2 separate regions of the Zea mays genome follow, and region 1 is linked to region 2. A link is a contact called in public Hi-C data. All regions are on one chromosome and are shown on one strand. Each heading gives the region's core, a stretch centred on a gene start, on an enhancer-like site or on the middle of the called end of the contact. The rest is flanking DNA. Distances are from core to core; before and after follow the strand shown.

Region 1 (6,247 bases), core at 1,317-3,816, 370 kb after region 2:
AGAGAGAGTAGGCGATTAGCATGTTCCATCTTCGTACATTGAAAACTGCTTTAGGGAGTAGATTTATGTTGCATTTTGGTTGTTTACTCATGTGTGCCGAAGAATGTCAGACTAAACTTTAGTTAGTTTAACCAAAATTGACCTTCATGTGGTTGGGTTTTAGTTTGCCTATTTTTATTTCATTAGTGGCCAAAGTTAGCTAGCACCATGGCCACCAATCTGGTGCCAAATTTTGCCTTGGCTAATACATGCCGTATTTCGGTGGAAAACTGAACATGCCCAGCAACCTTTCAGAGATGCTCTTACCATCGTTTTTTTAAGGACCAAAAAAAAATCAAAACAACAATCTAACTTATCTAGTTCCACGATCCATGATGTATAAGCTTGATTTAGGTTTAGTCCTTCTAGTTAGCAGGTAAAATAATGTTATTTTTTACTAGGTTAAATCCAAACATGCCCATAGCACAGGGTATATGATTAGTTGCTGGTTGCTACCTGATGGCCAATAGGACTGACTGGATCCCTATTGGAGTGATTGTCGTTGTAGATTCTTTTTCAGGAGAAGCCAACGAAGCTAGTTCGGGATGGCTTCACAGGCTTCTGCTAGGACGATAAACCCTACCAAATAGTTCTCATGAATGTAGGCCGATCTTGTTCTTGTGGATTTTGACATTCCATATGTTGTTTTTAAGAACACATACCCAAAACATTCGTCATAACCTGGTCCAAAAGCTCCTTCTGTATAAAGCTGTTCTTCGCATCTTCAAGGCTGAAACACGAACAAGAGCGAAGAACGGCGCCAAAAAATTACAGGTGAATAAATTAAGCCCTAGCTACCAGTACTCCATACATTTTCCACGTCACTTCCAATCCCAATGGGCAACAGCAGAACTGATTAACGAACTCAGCAAAAAGACATGCAACAGAGGCAGCGCCGGGCCTCAGCGGCACACCTTGCAGATGCAAACGAGCAAGATGATAAGGAACGCCAGGCAGGATAGCCCGATGGCCACCCCGAGCACCGTGGCGCTGGGCCCACCCCTCGTGTCGGCGCCGCCGTCCGCCTCTCCGTCCCCGCCGCCGTCGTCGTAGTCCGCGCTTCGCTCCGACCGCGCCGTGGCCGGGGGCGGCAGCACCGGGAACCCGTACTTGTCGCACGGAGCCACGCTCATGGCGAGCTCAGCGGGCAGCACGGACCGGTTGTAGCACAGCTTGCCGTTCCCGGCGGCCCTGAACACGCGCAGCCTGGACAGGAACTTGGCGGTGAACGGAACCATGCCGTCGAAGTCGTTGTTCTCGAGGTTGAGCTCCCTCAGCCCATGCATCTCGGCCAGGAACGGCGGTATGCTGCCGTTGAGCCGGTTGGAGCCCAAGTCGAGCACCTCCAGCTCCGGCAGCGTAGAGAGCGTGTCGGGGATGCCGCCGGAGAGTCTGTTATTGGACAGGTCCAGGGCGGTGAGCGAGATGAGATCGCCGATGGAGGTGGGGATGGGCCCATCGAGAGCGTTGGAGCTGAGGTTGATGTGGGTGATGCCGGCGAGGAGCGTCAGGGTATCCGGGATGGCGCCGGTGATGCGGTTGCCAGACAGGTCGAGGTGGGTGAGGTTGGGGCAATGCCAGTGGTGCGGGAGGAAGCCAGAGAGGTTGGCGTTGGAGACGGTGAGCCGGGTGAGGTGCTCCATGTGGGAGACGACGACTGCGAGCTCAGTGGGGGAGCCCGTGGCGAGGGGCGTGTCCGCGACGGCGAGCTCCGTGAGATTGGTGAGGTGGGAGAGCCACACGGCGGAGAGGCGGTGGAGCGAGGCGGTGCAGGAGAATGCCCGGAGCCCGGACGCCAGCTGCTCCGGGGGCAGAGCTCGCGGCGGCGCGGCCGGGCAGTCGGAGAACGCCAGCGCCCGGAGTGACGGCGCGAGCGCCTCGAGCGCCGCCGCCGAGACGGAGGTGGTGTCGGAGCAGTTTGTGAGGGCGAGCGACGTGACACGCCGGAAGGGCTCCCCCGCGTCGCAGGAAGCGTTCACGGCGGCCACAACGGCGGCCGCGCCGCAGGGGTCGGCGCGCGGGTGCGCGCCCAGGCCGAGCGCGCGCAGCGCCAGCAGCTGCTGCGGGTCCAGTGGCGCCGCGCCCGCGATGGCCGCGACGACGACGATGGGGAGGAGGTGAGAGAAGAAGAGGGCAGCGGCGTCCATGCCCGTGGACGCAGAGCACTAGAGCAGGCACGCACTCCCCAGTGGCGATTGGCGAAGCGAGAGCCGAGACCGAGAGCGCGCGTGGAAACCGGAGAAACGGAGAAAGCTTTCTTCAAAGCCGCGACCCGCGAGGAAGGCAGGGGCCGGAGAGCTGCTCTCCACCGTCGGATGGGCGCGGATTGACAGATGGGCAGGGCTCGCCGGCTGTGTATTGGGGGACGGGGGACGGCATGGCACGGTTGCTTTCGAGGGCAGTGTGCTTGCGCCGGGGCGCGCAGAGGCCGCCTGTGACTGCAGCAGAGGCAGCGTGCCTGGGTATCCGTGCAGTCCCTGTGTGCCTATCTCATGCTACCACTGCGTCCTATTGACCGCTGTGGAAAGACGGGACCGGTAGTGGTCTGGGCCTGGCCGCTCAAACATGGGGATGGTGCGCGTACCAGCTCTGGCCTCTGTGCCGCGCTCAGGTTTTGGCGCTCCACCGCGACGCCGCGCACTGCGAAGTGCGAACTGGAGCTGAGCGCGCCCGTGACAAATCGCGCTGCGCCTGCGAGTCGGGCTGGGGACCTGCCGCTCTCTCAGGCTGGGCGCTTCTGCGGTCCCCAGCGGCCCAAACCAACTCCATTCTAATAAGCGGCCCAAAAACATTTGGTCTTCTCACAACTCACAATGCTAGGTTGCTAGCGCGATTGAGCTGAAGGAGATTCAAACGCCGAAACGCGTGTGTAGCTGCAAAATAAAGGGTGTTCTGCAACACTCCCTTTGTTTTTTTTATTTAAGGCATGCACTATTGACTTTTTGCTCAACGGGAACGGTATTTATTCAATTCCTTAATAATGTTTTAGAGTAGGTAAGGTGAAAAGAGCATCGCTAGATCTGTCATGAAGTACTTTAAGGTTTCGTTTTGTTCACATATTTATAATGTGATAAATAACTAATAATGTTAGATCATGTTTATTTAGGTCCAACCATAATTAGATATTATACTTGGAACTAATATAAGCCTATTCAAACTAGCACTTGAGTGTGACTCGATATCATTATCATTTACATTACATTTCGTGAACCAAACAACACCTTGTTTGGATCTCATAATTATAAATCAGTTTTTACCATAAATTTTAGATAGAACTGTTCTCTAGGTAGGCATTCTATTATCGTTGATTCATATATATATAGTGTTTGGACCTCAATTACTCTCACAAGTTCTCTTAAAGTATCATAATTGACATGGAGATTTATCTTATTATTTTTATCATATGAACGAAACTATTAACGATCAAGTGCCGTCTGGCTAGATTTGTTTGGAACGTCCTCTTCTTGGTCATAGGAGAAACTCAGTCTAATGACATAAATCACATGTTTGGTAGTTGGCTAGCTCTAGGGCTGGGACAGGGACTGGAGGTCTTTACCTTTGTTAATTAGAAGCGACCACAATGTGTCGTTTATTCGGCTAGGTAGAAATGATGTTGTTCAAGAAAAAGAATTCATTTCCCCTTCGTGGGTTATATTTTCAACGACACCGTAGCTCTCAGAATGGGCTATTCTCTAACGGTCGGATTTGTAAGAGCGGTTTGTGACGGGATCACAACTTTTGGTGCAAACAACCACGGTTTTCTTGTCCCGAAAACATGGATGGTGATGTAGGTAGTCAGGTGTGAATCTAGCGCCACTTGTATCATGGTGCACACCTTAAGAAATATACACATGATATTTTTTTAAACTGATAAACTTCTCTGATTATTAGAAAACATATAAAGGTTCAACAATCAAATATCGCCGGCGAGCACGCTGGGGATACCAGCTGACAGAATAGCCTAAACTAACACATAGTGACATTAAAACGTAAGAAGGACCACCAACCAGACAAGAAAAAATTGCTTCCCTTAAAAAAAACTACTGATCAGCAGTAGCCCTTTGCTTCTATCCCTGTAGTTGACAAGATAGAGAGAGGCCGTAGATCAGATGCATATTCATGCTAGTACCATGAAGCATTCGGTCAACAAGAATTGAATTAGAATAGTCACATTTCGTTTTTTTTTTGGATGTAGTGTAGGACTGTAGGTGGAGCAGCTGATGAATTGTACAGAAGGACCCGTCGTCGATGGAGATTTCTAGGGAAAACACACGACGATCAATCAACAGCAGCCGCAAACCACCACGACGAGCGGAACCCAGGGGTGGAGGTGGAGCCGCTAGTGCCGGCGTGCCGCCACCGTCTAGCAGCTAACTAGGGTTAGGTTGCAGATGCTTGGGTCGTGGACGGTAGAAAATTTAGAGGTAGAGAATGAGAATGACTGCCGTTTTGTTTTACTGAGTGAGGAACAAGACAAGTTGGGTATAAATAAATTTAGCGCGCGAAAACACAGCGGCGGCATGGCTGGCGTGCGCAAGGGAACACAGTGAGGGGTGGCGAAACAGAGGCTGGCGCACACAGGACTTGCGGACACGAACTATCCGATTTCACATCCGTATTAGACCAACGTAAATTCGGATATCAGAATCCACATTCGTTTTCGCTAAACGGATTCGGATACTTTGACTTTGACTTTTATATGAAAAATGAATTCAGATACGGATATTTTTCATGTGCATCTTTTACTGGGTACGGATATCGTATAATATGAATAACCATTTCCATTTTTCATCCCTGGTTGGTACTGTGTTTTTTTATCTCTAGATTTTTACTATATGGTACAACTACTATTCAGCTTCAGTAGTCCTTTTGCCCGTCACAGCGTGGCGCCCGCAAGCCGCAGGGGAATTAATGGATGGCAAAGCAGAGGCTAGCGAGCTACTCAAAAAGCATTTGACGGAAATTGTTACAATGGACCGATCTCAGCTTCCCAGCGAATCTAAAGTATGATGGTCATTTACATACATGGTAGGCAAGGTGTAGGCTTAGGTAGAATTGATAAACCGAGATGAAGGATTTTCGATAGGCTAGTTGTCTATTTTTTGGTAGAATATTTGGAAAAAAGAAATAGAATTTTTTTTAAAAAAAATCCATGAAAGATCATCTCGCCGTTGCTTATCTCATCAGAGAGAATGTCATGCAATGCATGGCGGCTCACTCTACCTTTATTTAGAGGATCTCTTTGTCGCAGGATGGTTCACTCTAGCTTTGTTTAAAGAGTCTCTTATTGTTGTGTGTGTTTTTTTTAAATCTTTGTATAGGTTGTTGTAGTCGTACTCGTGGTGGTTAGGGACCCTGTAATTGGTGTTTTGCTTCTCCCTCTTATTAATGAATTGCGACAACTATCTTGACGCTTTTTCGCTTTTCGGGAAAAAAAATAGAGGCTAGCGCAGAGGACGTGCGGATACGGATATCATCCGCTTTCACATTCCTATACAATGGAAATTCGGATATCAGGATCGGAATTCGATTTTGCTAAGGGTGTGTTCGTTTGTTCTGGAACTATGACCTAGAATCAATCCAACCAGAAATGTTTATCTAATTTGTATAAGTTTTGATCACCTGGAACCATTCCTGGTCTCAATCCTGAACAAACGAACGCACTCTAAACGAGTTCGGTTATACTCCCTCCGTTTCGTTTTAGTTGTCGCTGGATAGTGCAAAATTGAACTATTCAGCGACAACTAAAAAGAAACGGAGGGAGTATCAATTTTGGCTTCCATATGAGAAACGGATTCAGATAGGAATATCCATATACACTTTTATTGAGTACGGATACCGAATAGTTCTGTTAATTATTTCTATTTTCCATCCACAATGACTAGTACTGTGATTTTTTTTTCTAGATTTTACTCTACATTACCCAGGTATTTTGTTTTACTGGGTGAGGAATAAGACACTCACACTCTGGAGATAAATTTCGCGCCCGAAAACACAGCGCGCGCGCAGGACTTGCGGATACGGATTATCCGCTTTCACATCCGTGTCCAATAGAAGTTCGGATATCAGAATCCGAATTCGTTTTTGCGAAACGGATCCGGATATATGGCTTCATACCAAAAACGGATCCATATACGGATATTCATGTACACTCTTTACGGTGTACGGGATATCGTATAATTCGGATGACCATTTCCATTTCCCATCC
Region 2 (5,798 bases), core at 1,879-4,378:
TACTGCAATTAACTAACTAGCAAACAAGATAGCCCATTAACTAACTAGCAAACAAGATAGCCTATGATTGATCTATCACATTCATGTTCTTATATAATCTCTAGGTTAAGGCCCCGTTTGGTTTGAGGGACTAAAGATTAGTCCATCTATTTTAGTCTCATTTAGTCACTAAATTGCCAAACGGTGGGACTAAAATAGGGACTAAACTGTTTTAGTCTCTAGTCCCTCAAGGGGTGACTAAAAGGGACTAAACCATATAAATTCCACTTTTTGCCCCTTCTTTATTTCAGTTGCACTAATGACAGGAGAATGATAATGGGTATCTTAGTCCTCTTATGATTCATTTAATGTGTTTTGAATAGTTTTAGTCCCTAGAACCAAACATAGTAGGGATTAAACTTTAGTCTCCTAACTAAACTTTAGTCCATGAACTAAAGGAACCAAACGGGGCCTAAGTGATGTTAACGCTCCATACAATCCGAAAATGGGAAACATTAAGAACCAACTTAACAGCCTCCATACAATATTTTAGTGCTAAATCACAATTAAGGGTTTTCTTTTCTAATTTCTTCTCAGATGCACTACACCTCTTCCCAGTTCCCAGTTTCACAGAAAATGTAATCAATGCAATTTGAGATGTTGCGCAAATAACCAAACCAACAGTTTCAATGTTTAGTAATAGCAATGAAAAAACAAGACCGCTGTACTGTTTTTTCTAGTTATAGAAAAAAACAGTATCCAGATGCAACTACTTCACCCAAAAAAATACACTTGTGCAGAAATGGAAAACCATACCTCAAGAAGTAACCATGTTCAGCTGCAATCCCCAATTTTGGACATGAGGAGAACCACTTTCCTAACATATCTTTGTCTCTACCACTGACAAGAAAAACGATGTTTCTACTATCTGAGCAAAGGGTATTGATGATGTTCAAAACCTCTGGACTAGGTTCCTTGTTGATTGAAGTTTGAGGAACCAGTGTTCCATCATAATCAAGCAATATAGCCCTGCTCCCTGAAATCTCATAAGCATTAACAATTGAATCCATGTTAAGCTTTCTGAAATGAGCGTCCAAGGCCACCACCCTGAAACCAAAACCCAACCCTATGCCCCAACATGTCCTCTTAAAGTGGTCCCTACAAGCCCTTTCCAAGTCTAGGATGAAGCTCTTTGACCAATAAGCAACATCATGGCTGCTGACATAACGGTAATGTTTCTCATGCCTCAACTGTTTTTCCTGTTCTGGCATTGAAATGGCCTCATTCATCGCCTCTGCTGTTGCCTCTATATTCCATGGATTGACCCTAATAGCACCACTCAGTGACGGCGAGCAGCCAATAAACTCTGACACAACCAGCATGCTCTTCTTTGGCCCACCCACCTCTGATACTGACTCAGATCCTGGTGCACCCTGCCTACAGACAATGTACTCATATGGTGTCAAGTTCATCCCATCCCTCACAGCAGTCACAACCACGCATTCCGCTATCGTATAATAGGCAATCTTCTCGACACTTGACACATCACGATCGATGAAAACAACAGGGCTATACCCTGACTGGCCAAAGTCTCCATTGATCCTCTGGCAGCTCTCCTCAATCTCAGCCTGGATGGCTTCCAGATCCTTACCCCTTCCACGGGCTGGGTTAGCAATCTGCACTAACACTGCTCTCCCCTGCCACTTGGGATGTGTTCTCAACATGTTCTCAAATGCAAGAAGCTTCAAATTGATCCCCTTAAAGATATCCATATCATCCACACCAAGCAAGACAGTTTTGCCCTGAAACTGCTGTTGAAGCTCAGAAAGCCTCCACTCCCTATCAGGCAAGCGCAGACCCGACTCCAACTGACCCATATGAACTCCCACTGGCATGATCTTGATCCCTACAGTGCGGCCAAAGTAATCCAATCCAATGTGCCCACGCTTTGACTGGTATTCAATTCCCAGCATCCTACTGCAGCACGAGAGGAAGTGCCTGGCGTAATCAAAAGTGTGGAACCCAATGAGGTCACAATTGAGCAGCGCCTTCAGTATCTCGTCGCGAACAGGGAGGGTGCGGTAGATCTCGGACGAGGGGAAGGGGCTGTGGAGGAAGAATCCGATGCGGAGGCGGTTGAAGCGGCGGCGGAGAAAGGTAGGCAGCGCCAGGAGATGGTAGTCGTGAACCCAGACGTAGTCATCCTCCGGGTTGATTACCTCCACGACCTTCTCGAAGAAGAACTTGTTGGCGAGCACGTACGCCTCCCAAGCGCTGCGGTCGAAGCGACCGTTGCCGGGTGACGAAGTGGCGACGGAGGAAGAGGTAGCGGCGGCGGACGCGGAAGCGGGCGATGAGAAGGGGAGCATGTAGTGGAACAGAGGCCAGAGCTGGCGCTTGCAGAAGCCGTGGTAGAACCGGTCGTTGAGGTGGTCAGGGAGGAACACCGGCGCGCAGCGGAATCGGTCGAGCAGCGTCTGCGACACCTCGTCCTGCTCGGCTGCGGGGACGTCGGCGCGGAGCGATCCGACGAAGAGCACCTCCATCTCGTCGGGAATGCCGTCGCGGAGCTGGAGTAGGAGCGAGTCGCCGTCCCACGAGAAGGACCACCCTCGGCCGTCGGGCCTGCGGCGCGCGACGATGGGCAACTGATTCGAGACCACTATGAGGCGGTCCACCGCCACCGACGAGGGCACGTCGGAGGCGACGCTGCTGGTCGCGGCCGGCTCCGACTCGTCCTCGCCGTCGAGCTCCGACAGCGTCCCCGGCACCGTCATCACCCGCGACATCCGCCGCAGCCCGAACGACCCATGTCTCTGCCGCCCGCTGCCGCCGGCCGGGCCCAGCGCCGCGAAGTTGCCCTCCGCGAGGTCGAGCAGGTTGGTATACGACCGCGACATCATGGCTGAAACACCGAGCGGAGAGAAAAGCTTCGCCGCGAGATGTGAGCACGCCCTAGCCGGCCCGGCTACCCCTTCGGATCAGCAGGACCGAGATTGTCACCAAACTCTTGGGGGGTGGGGGGAGGGGGGTTGGGTGTTCCTCTTTGATCTGATCTGATGGCGGCGGCTCGAGAGAGAGGGAGGTGGTGTGGCCTGTGGGTTGGCCAATTCGGAATGGGTACGCGACCAGAGAGGGAGGCGAGAGGTCGGGGAGGGGGTGAAGGCAGAGACTCGCCCGTATATTCCACGGGTGTGTTGGGCTCGGGCGCTCGGCGCGTGAGGCCTCTCCTGGACCACTAATCACTGATATATGGACCCTTTGGTTTGTCGGTGTGTTAGGGCTCCTTGGACCGCGCCTAGGCACGAGATGCCTCGTGAAAAGAGGATAAGGTTGCGCTCCCCCCATGCCAGCTGGCGTCATGCGACCCACCTTCATCTGTAGGCATGTAGGGGCCCTTGGACGATACAGATACGAGCATTTTTGGCCGCACCGGTATGATCAATGGCTGTGATCGCTCTGAGGGGCTGATGGTTCCAATGGCATTGGGGCTCGTTCAAGAAGTGTTGGCAAATTTAGTCATGTTTGGGAACGCATTATTTTTATAGTCTCAAGACAATTCTATAATCCCTTTGATGTACTATTTTTTGACGTTCTACCGTCATTTAAGGTTGTGGGGGTGGATATCCTCTTGATCCAAATGAGACTCTCGATCCAAATGAGACGTATTCTCTATATGGGTTGACTGGCTGAATAAACTTAGCGCACAATACAAGCACTCTATTGTAATCTAAACCATCTAGGAGATATAGAAGGAAACGGACTTGTAACCCAAGCCATGCCAGACTATATAAAGCAAGTGAGGGATCTTCCTCCAAGGAATGTGATTTCATACACACACCCCTCCCCCCGGTCTCTCTCATCAAACATACAAACCCTAGCCCTCATTGAGTCATTGTAAGCTCCAGATATCAAAGCAAAATATGATATAGGGTATTACGCATCTCGCGACCCAAACATGTATAATTCGTTGTGTTTTTGTCGTGACATTGACGTCCTACCCAAAAGCACGTGGGTAACCCCATGGTGCGCGGGAGGGTCACAAACATCGACAGCTGACGCGTTAGAGGTTCGATGTCGATCTACGACAGTTCAATGGTCGTCATCTTCAACAACAATTTCAAGTTCGAGATTGGAGCGTATCTGATCTCTAACTCAGATCTGCTCGACCGTGGCATCACTACGGCTCTGTTTGCAATTCGTCGATTTGGTCATCTAGGAGGCGCAAGACTTCAAAACGTGTACAACAGATCATCTATCCTGTTATCCAATTGCTAGTATCTCACGAAGACATCTTAACAGTCGTCTGCGACCTGTTCGTCAGATGGATGATCCTGCTGGAATAATTCACCAAATCCGATCCGACTGTTTTGGAACTAAGCGCACTGATCGCTCGGCATACAGATTGGAAAAGAATTGATTCTATTATCATGGAGTTCAAGTAGCTATCAGATTCGTCGACTGATAAAATCTGTCTACAAGAATTTGTTGCTACCTGACGTCAGCAGGGGGGGCTCAAGTATCAATCATCGACCAAGGCAACAGGAGTGGCTGATACGATCATACACATGCTTGGGCGGAAATCAAGCATGCTACCAGCCAGCGCATGCATGCATTAGTTAATTGAAGGAAGCTCTAATCAGGATGAGAGGAAGGGATCGCGCCAAAGCCTACTCTGGTACTAAACTTATGAAAAATTCTATGTCACCGATCGTCGCCTGTTTTGTCGGTCTGGACTCAATCTTAAATCAGTCCACCTGGTGTTGATCTACGCCGAACATATTCGCTTTGCATACCAAGCTACTCGGATTTTCTCCTGGTCATTGAGAAGACATACCTCATATTGGCGCAAAAAATCTACGATGTGCTGAGTCAGCGTATTGGTGCTATCATTAACTATCTCTAATTAACACCGCCTGTGGTGAAGGGCAATGAGTTGTCAACTACTTGTTGGCGTCGATCTGGGCACTGCCCGACTGGTTGGAGGGAAACGCGTCGGACGGGCTCGACCGCGTGGAGGGGCTGGCTCAAGGTGTGGGGCTGTGGGCTGTTGTGTGCGGTCTGGTTCACTGCTGCTCTGAGCGCTCTCCGTGCTCCGTTCACAAAAATGCTTCAGGATGGAGCTCCATTCCCTCTTTTCCTAATTTTGATATGATGTGTTCTATTTCAGAGAAAGGACACAAGGTGACAAGGGTACAAGGGGAGGGACGTGAGGTGCAGAACTAGAGGCTTCATTTTGCATTTGTTTTGATCTTGTTCGAATGCATGTGAATTGAGTTCTAATTTGCAACTGTACTTGTGTGGTCGCCATGTTTGCAATTTTAAATGCAACTTTAAATTCAAAGCCATGGATTAACCAAAACCATGCAATGGAAATATTTTGTCTCTAAAGAGATGTTGGATTAAACTAATGTAAAATATATCATGGTTGTGTCATAGCATTTGGTAAACTGTAGTATTATAAATTGTTTCCAAACAGGCCCTTTATCTGTTCCTGGGAGCCAATCGTCTTCCCCGCGGCAATGACATAGTGGTGGGGTATGTGAGTTGGGCGTCTGGTTGCAAGAAAAACGTGTCACGTACAATAACTGCAACGACGCGTGGCTCGTGTGACGTCAGCTGTGACGAGTAAGGAGTGACCCTCGGCCACGTCCTCTGCTCTATCCATCTCCCCCGTGTCGTTACCTTTGTCGCCCGAATTATCAAATCTATGTTCACACAAGAATACGGAATTACGGAGTGGTCGTTTTAGTGTTTGCTTTGCTCTTGTTATTTTCACCCCAAGAAAAGCTACGTATCGCTGGATTTTGTACATAGTG

The links. A called contact is a pair of places that touch in the nucleus more often than the background predicts.
Region 1: a Hi-C map of bundle sheath shows a contact between it and region 2, with 2.7 times the contacts expected there. The contact joins the promoter of LOC103651210 here to the promoter of LOC100272531 in region 2. A contact is called at or near these places in 6 of 25 Hi-C or Micro-C datasets (bundle sheath, endosperm, leaf and 1 more).

Annotation. Positions count from the first base shown.
Region 1 is chr3:203,537,531-203,543,777 of Zm-B73-REFERENCE-NAM-5.0, forward strand. LOC103651210 (receptor-like protein 51) reads right to left here and starts at 2,567. Exons shown (of 1, transcript XM_008676829.4): 1 at 652-2,567. The coding sequence starts at 2,186. The coding sequence ends at 942.
Region 2 is chr3:203,166,393-203,172,190 of Zm-B73-REFERENCE-NAM-5.0, forward strand. LOC100272531 reads right to left here and starts at 3,129. Exons shown (of 3, transcript NM_001147000.2): 1 at 796-3,129. The coding sequence starts at 2,882.